Linked DNA regions of Mus musculus: region 2 is linked to region 1. The links are chromatin contacts, called in public HiChIP or PLAC-seq maps. All regions are on one chromosome and are shown on one strand. Each heading gives the region's core, a stretch centred on a gene start, on an enhancer-like site or on the middle of the called end of the contact. The rest is flanking DNA. Distances are from core to core; before and after follow the strand shown. Region 1 overlaps Igf2bp3 (insulin-like growth factor 2 mRNA binding protein 3). Region 2 overlaps Igf2bp3 (insulin-like growth factor 2 mRNA binding protein 3).

Region 1 (3,078 bases), core at 523-3,022:
CTGTGGCTTTAAGTGTTGACAGGAGGTTTCTTGCTGCTTGCTCATTGTCAAGAGCTGTTCCACGAGAGTGTTTACTAGGCAGGAGAGGAGACACAATTGCTGGAGGTACACATATTTTCTTTTCACATTGGTGCATGTGAGAAAAGATTTGAGGTGAGCACAAACACCCTGCTGATGTGTTCTTCTTTCTATCCTGTTCTGTTTTATTTCAGAGAATAGTTTAAAAGCCACCACCACGACCAAATACCTTTACCCTTTTATCTTGAGAGCAGCTGTCATTCAAACTCTAGGCATCCATCAAGCTAAAGCATGTCTGTGGGAGCCGCCACACGTCCATTCTCAGTCTTCTGAATCTACTGTGGTCTGCTGTGTAGATGGAGACTGTGCTTGCCTGTGTGTTATGGGAGCAGAGGGCTAGGTCCTGGGGTCAAAGGTAGACGGCCCAAAGCCAGTGCTGAGCCTCCTCCTCCCAGGACTGTTTAACACCATTCTCCAGCCCAAAGTAGTTACTCAGGCTCTAGCTAGTGGTTTTCAGTCCAGCCAGCAAAGAAACAAAAAATGTCAACGCTTGTAAGGGCAGTATCTGAAGCCTGTGTTGATATTTAACCCTTGAGAGGCACCCAGCTTTGTCTAGCTGCAAGGAAGCTGGGAAGCAATTGTTCTAGAGGTAGCAGTGTTTCTATTAAACATGGGTAGGAAAATAGATGTTGGAGCAGCCATTCCTGTCAGTCTAGGTGGAGTGAGCCTTTTCACCTCTTAAAGGAAACTCCGGAGCCTGTGAGTTCTTTCAGAGAGAAAGCGAGACTCAGAGTTATATGGGAGGACATTTCCTGTCATAGTCCCCACACCTATGGGCTATTTTTATTGACGTGCAGAGTATAAACAGGTGTTCTGAGAATCATCTTGTGTTTGTGGATACCACCTGAAATAAATTCTGCTTTCACATGGATGTCTATGATTCTCAGCTTTATTTCTAAATTTAAATCACTGATATGATAGTCCCCCAGTTTGAATTAACCCATAGTTGACCATTGCTAATATTCATTGAGGAGACATAGTACACTCCCTTGTACAGCTTTTTTTCTGTTTTGTTATTGTTCTAGTGCATTTCTCTCTGGTGTATCTCAGAAGTAGCTATAGAGAAACCACAGTGTGTATAGGGTTTTGAAGCCTCAGTGGCCTTCAGCATCCACTAGAGGACTTGAAGGCAGGAAGTAGTATATATGTAACTGTACTTAGCTATTTGTACTTGGTAAGTGGGACTACTTTGGGAAATACATTTTTTAAATTATTTTATATGCATATAAAATAATTGGCTTGCATATGTCTGTGTAACATATGTATGAGAAGGCCAGAGGAGGGTTTTGGATCCCCTGGAGCAGTTGTTTCAAAAGATTGTAAGACAACATGTAAATTCTGGGAATTGAACTCAGGCTGTCTAGAGAAGCAGCAAGTGCTCTCGCAACTGCTAGCCATCTCTCCAACCCTGAAACTAGAATTTTTAAGGACAACTGTTAAATTTACCAAAGCCTTACCAGTTTTGTTTTGTTTTGTTCTTTTTTCAGACAAGGTCTCATATAATCCAGGTTGGCCTTGAACTCACTGTGTAGCCAAGAATGATCCTGAATTTCTGGTCTCAAGCTTCTTTCTCTGAAGTGTTAGGATCACAAGTATGCACTACACTGTTTAGTTTTCTGTTGGGTGGGGATTGGACTCAGGGCTATGCACATGCTAAGCAGGCTTCTGCTAACTGAGCTACATCCCCACCCCTCAGCATTCCCTTGTCTGTTCCTTTTGTTATTACCTCACTGAAGAATGGAGTGTTGTGGGTCCTGGGATGAGCTAAGGGTTCCCGGCATTTACTCTGAGAGTGGTGAAGGTGACCCTCTGCCACACTGAGGTGACCATATTGTGATAAGAAGCTTGCTTTCTTCCTGTTCTTTCCTGTTCTGGGCTAGGGAGATAGCTCAGTGGTAGAGCTCTTTACTGTGCAAAGCTCTGGATCTGATTGATGTTCAGTTCCAAAAGAAAGACCTTGCTATTGGCATTTATCTCAGAGAATTCAAAATACTTATTAAAAACCATCTTCATCTTTGATGTTGTGTGGGTTAAGAGTGAATCTCTGCTTTTATTATAAATGCATATTGCTTGTTAAGAGGAGTTTGTGTGTGTGTGCACATATGTGTGAGTGTGCATGTATTTGTAGGGTGCACTGCATCAATGTGCACGTGGAGATCAGGGATCGGTTTTGTGCATCATCCTCTTGATCTCTGCCCTATTTTTTTCTATTGTATGTTTCTGTGTGTTCATGAGTCTATATGGTATGTGTTTGTGTTTCTTTATATGGTGTATGTGTACATGTAGGCATGCACATGTGTATGGATGTACATGCACTACAGCTCAGGTGTGGAAGTCAGAGTTGGGGGTGCAGTCTTAGACTTCATTCTTGTCCGAGGCAGCTGCCTGCCTCGCCTCGGATCCTCATGCTTATGTGACAAGTACTTTGGGCCACTGAGCCATCTCTGTAGCCCTCCACCTTATTTTTTGGAGTAAATTGGAATAAAGTTTTTTTCACTGAATCTGGTCTCATTGGTCTGGCTCAGCTGTCAGCCAGTAAGCTCCAGGGAGTCCCCTGTGTAGATGATGCTCAGATGTATAGGTGCATGCTGCTGTGCCTGGTTTCTCATAAGTGCTGGCTTCCAAACTCAGGCTTTCATTTATTGACTAACACATCTCCCTAGCCCTGAGAAGTAGATTTTGATGTGTAAACCACCCCCCACCCCCACCCCCACGACTTTTTATGGACTTTTAGAATTGTCTGTCTTCTTTATGTAGATTTATTTACTTCTGCTGTGTGAGAGGAATGGGCTGTCTGTGGATAAACTTCTTGCCCCTGTTCCATTCCAGATCTCTACTCACTCATCCTTCCAAAGTATTCTCTCTCCCAGAACCTGTGAGGTTGATTTCTCCAACCAGCCAAAGTGATGTATCTTTCAAAAGATTTCAGAGAGTCTCTAGTTCTTGCCTGGAACCTAGTTCACTCAGTACTTAATTGGCAAGACCCTCGTTTATAAATGA
Region 2 (3,092 bases), core at 30-2,529, 74 kb before region 1:
CAGCTGAGATTGCAAGCAAGATTCAACAGGCTTTATAAAATAATCCATCCATCTATCCTTCCTTCCTCCCTCTCTCTCTCTCTCTCTCTCTCTCTCTCTCTCTCTTTCTCTCTCTCTCTCTCTCTTTCTCTCTCTCTCTCTCTTTCTTTCTTTCTTTCTTTCTTTTGGTTTTTTGGGACAGGGTCTCTCTACGTAGCTCTGGCTGACCTAGAATTTACTATGTAGATCAGACTGTCTCTGAACTGGTTCTGTGTCCTGAGTGCTGGGACAAGAGCTGTAGTCCATCACACCCAGCCTGACACTGTTTTTAAAGGAGATACATGTATTTATAAATAAATCATGAGACTGATAACAGTTTAAAGCTGATACTTACACTCAGGGAGGAAGAGTGCGAGGACTTGTGAGGGGAGCCTCAGTTGTCTTTCGTGGGTGGGAGTTGAGACAAGGTCTTGTGGTGTAGACTGGTTCAGAACCCCCATCTTCCAAGTGCTGGGGGATCTAGGAGGGCTCTACTACACATTTGAGTTGTTTCTGGGTATTTTATGGAGTTTATGTGTTTTGTGCTATCTTGTATATCATATTCAATTTAGTGAAAGGTTATTGAGGTGGTTCATAAGCCGTAGGCAAAATCTAGAATCAGATAGGATTTATGACTTGGCACTCTGCCAGGAAAATGTAAGCCGTGTTATTAAGACCCTGGTATGAACAAACCAAGAGGAGGTGAGAGAGCCATGAGCAACTGAGAATAAGCAGGGAGTAGATATGTACTAATGGGGGTCTTAGGTAGTCAGTCTTGGGGTATTCTGAAGTCATGGCTACGGTGAATAAGGCTCCATCTCCTAGAGCCCTTTACACTGTTTCAGCCTGATCTGCCTGGGCGGGGTTAGGTGTAGACTCCACACGATCCAGATCAAACTTGATCAGGGAGGCTGAGGCTGGGGAGGGATTGTGGAGGCCATCTTACTAGTTTTTCTATTTCAGTGGCCATTGTTTTGGGTTTTTTGTTTTGATTTTGAGATTCAAGGTCTGATTATTTGCTTATTTGCTTGTCACTCTTTATGTATGAGTGCTCTATCTGCATGTAAGCCCGAATGCCAGCAGGGGCATCGGATCCCAGTACAGATGGTTGTGAGCCACCATGTGGTTGCTGGGAATTGAACTCAGGGTCTCTGGAAGAGCAGCCCGTGCTCTTAACCGCTGAGCCATCTCTCCAGCTCTCTGTTTAGAGTTCATTTTGACTGGACTTACAAGTAGAAGCTCTCAGCAAGGGTGGTTGCTACATCCTGACAATGTGCTCTTGGCGTTTTCTTTGGCTTGCTTCATGCTCTTGGCTAAAAGTAGAGCATGCTCTGCAGCCTTCTCCTTGTTTTTGTTTTTGTTTTGTGTGTGTGTGTGTGTGTGTGTGTGTGTGTGTGTGTGTTGTTCTTCAGAGTGGTATGTTGTCTTCTGCGTTTATGTTGCCGGGAACAGGGCATCAACACGGTGCTGAATCTTGGGAGCTTTGGTTCTGGGCTTCTCCCTGCTCCCCACCCCCACCCCCTCCCCCTTTTTTTGCTTAAGAGGTTTCTCACAGCATTTTGATGGACAGCATCATCTTTAGAGAGATTGAAAGCTTTTGGATTCTGCTAGCTTTCTGGGCCCCAACCACTGAGTCATAGTAGTACCTGTCAGTCAGGAATATCCTTCTTGCATTTTCTCCCTGTCCTTATCCCTCTCCTCCCCCCACTTCCTCCTTCCCTACTTCTTTCTCTCTCCCTCTTCATCCATCTCTCCCCCTCCCCCCCTCTCCTTCAACCTCTCCCCTCCCCTAACAATAACTAAGCTGAGAGCACTCAGATTGGCATCCACGATGCATCCCTGCACAGACTTGCACCTCTCCCCAGCTCTCCTTGCTCTGTAACAAGCATGTCCCTTACTCCATAGCAGGCCAACTGCCATGGCTCAAGCAAGGCAGCTTATTCATGGGAAACCCTTGTTTGTGGTTCTCACCACTGATCACCCAGAGCGTCAGCAGCGGCTTCCGTGCACTTCTCATAGAATGGACAGGGTTAGGACATTTGCGTTCATCGTCCACCGGAGATACTTCATATCTTTGACATTTATTTTTATCTTGGCTTTATCTTGACACAGCCAACTACCTAGGAGACACCAAGATTCCTTGGTGTCATTTGAAAATTTACATAAAGTCACTCATTTAACTAAGATCTCGAAGATTCTGTTTAGGATTTCTGAGTCTCCTCGGCCTATGATAAAACTTGTTTTTTTAAAAAAATACGTCACTTACTGAATTTCCATGACAGACATTTCAACATATGAACATAAGGAATGGGAGCAGGGCCTTGCACATGCTGGGCATTGGCCTGCAGTACAGAGTCATGCCTCTGCCACAGCAACATACAAAGAAGTGTTTTTAAAACCCATTTTCCCCTCAGGGGAGAAATCTCTTAAATTTATAAATAGATTGTGTTGAAGTTGTTTTTTAGTATTTTTTTTGGAAATTTGTGTACTTAAATAATTGGAGATTGTGTAGTTTTCATTTTGCACTAAGTGTGACAACTGTTTCCCTTCCACATAAGAAGCTCATTAGAAAAGGCCAGTTTCTGTTACTCAAGTGTTTTTTTTTTGTTTTTTGTTTTTTCTGTTCTGGAGTTCCAGTTAGTGAAATACATAGCCCAGGCTGGCCTGGCATGTGCTCTGTGTGTAGCCCAGGCTGGCCTCAGACTTTCTATACCTCCTGCTTTTTTCTCCTGCGTGGGGTTACAGGCACATTGGCTTTTCTTTCCCTTCTATTAAATTACAATAACACATAGGAGATTAGCTCTGTTGTGTACTTACCTGGGGCCAAGCACTGCTCTATACTCCCAAGATAACCCTGTTATCCCATATTTTATATATGTGATTATATAATGTCAGAGAAAATGAAACACTACTTTATTTGACTGATATTTGAATTGAACTATTGCATACATGCATGTATAAGTGCAAGTTTCTCCCTGGCTTCCAATTCTGCATGTAGCTAAGGCTGACCTTAAGCGTCTGCCCTCTAGAGTGCTTGGATTATAGTCGTGTATCACCATGCTTGCCACAAACCA

What was found. HiChIP or PLAC-seq counts read pairs in DNA pulled down with a chosen protein or histone mark.
Region 2: a contact with region 1 is called in an H3K27ac HiChIP or PLAC-seq map of embryonic stem cells, with 10 read pairs. The contact joins two enhancer-like sites. A contact is called at or near these places in 7 of 39 promoter capture datasets (cranial neural crest, embryonic stem cells, liver and 3 more), 3 of 484 Hi-C or Micro-C datasets (embryonic stem cells and nephron progenitors), 9 of 115 datasets of contacts at active chromatin or transcription factors (bone marrow-derived dendritic cells, embryonic stem cells, extraembryonic endoderm stem cells and 1 more) and 3 of 9 other capture datasets (adipose tissue, liver and pancreatic islet).

Annotation. Positions count from the first base shown.
Region 1 is chr6:49,097,990-49,101,067 of GRCm38.p6, reverse strand. All of the region lies in intron 10 of Igf2bp3 (insulin-like growth factor 2 mRNA binding protein 3), which reads left to right. It also overlaps a transcript of Malsu1 not described here. Among named protein-coding and RNA genes, the nearest start is that of Malsu1, 26 kb to the right of the region's middle. Within about 2 kb of position 1,772, at least 9 of the 459 cell types and tissues checked have an H3K27ac peak or open chromatin away from gene starts, as enhancers often do. A contact at or near this core is called in embryonic stem cells, where this site is marked.
Region 2 is chr6:49,171,663-49,174,754 of GRCm38.p6, reverse strand. All of the region lies in intron 2 of Igf2bp3 (insulin-like growth factor 2 mRNA binding protein 3), which reads left to right. It also overlaps the pseudogene Gm18010. Among named protein-coding and RNA genes, the nearest start is that of D030074P21Rik, 40 kb to the left of the region's middle. Within about 2 kb of position 1,279, at least 13 of the 459 cell types and tissues checked have an H3K27ac peak or open chromatin away from gene starts, as enhancers often do. A contact at or near this core is called in embryonic stem cells, where this site is marked.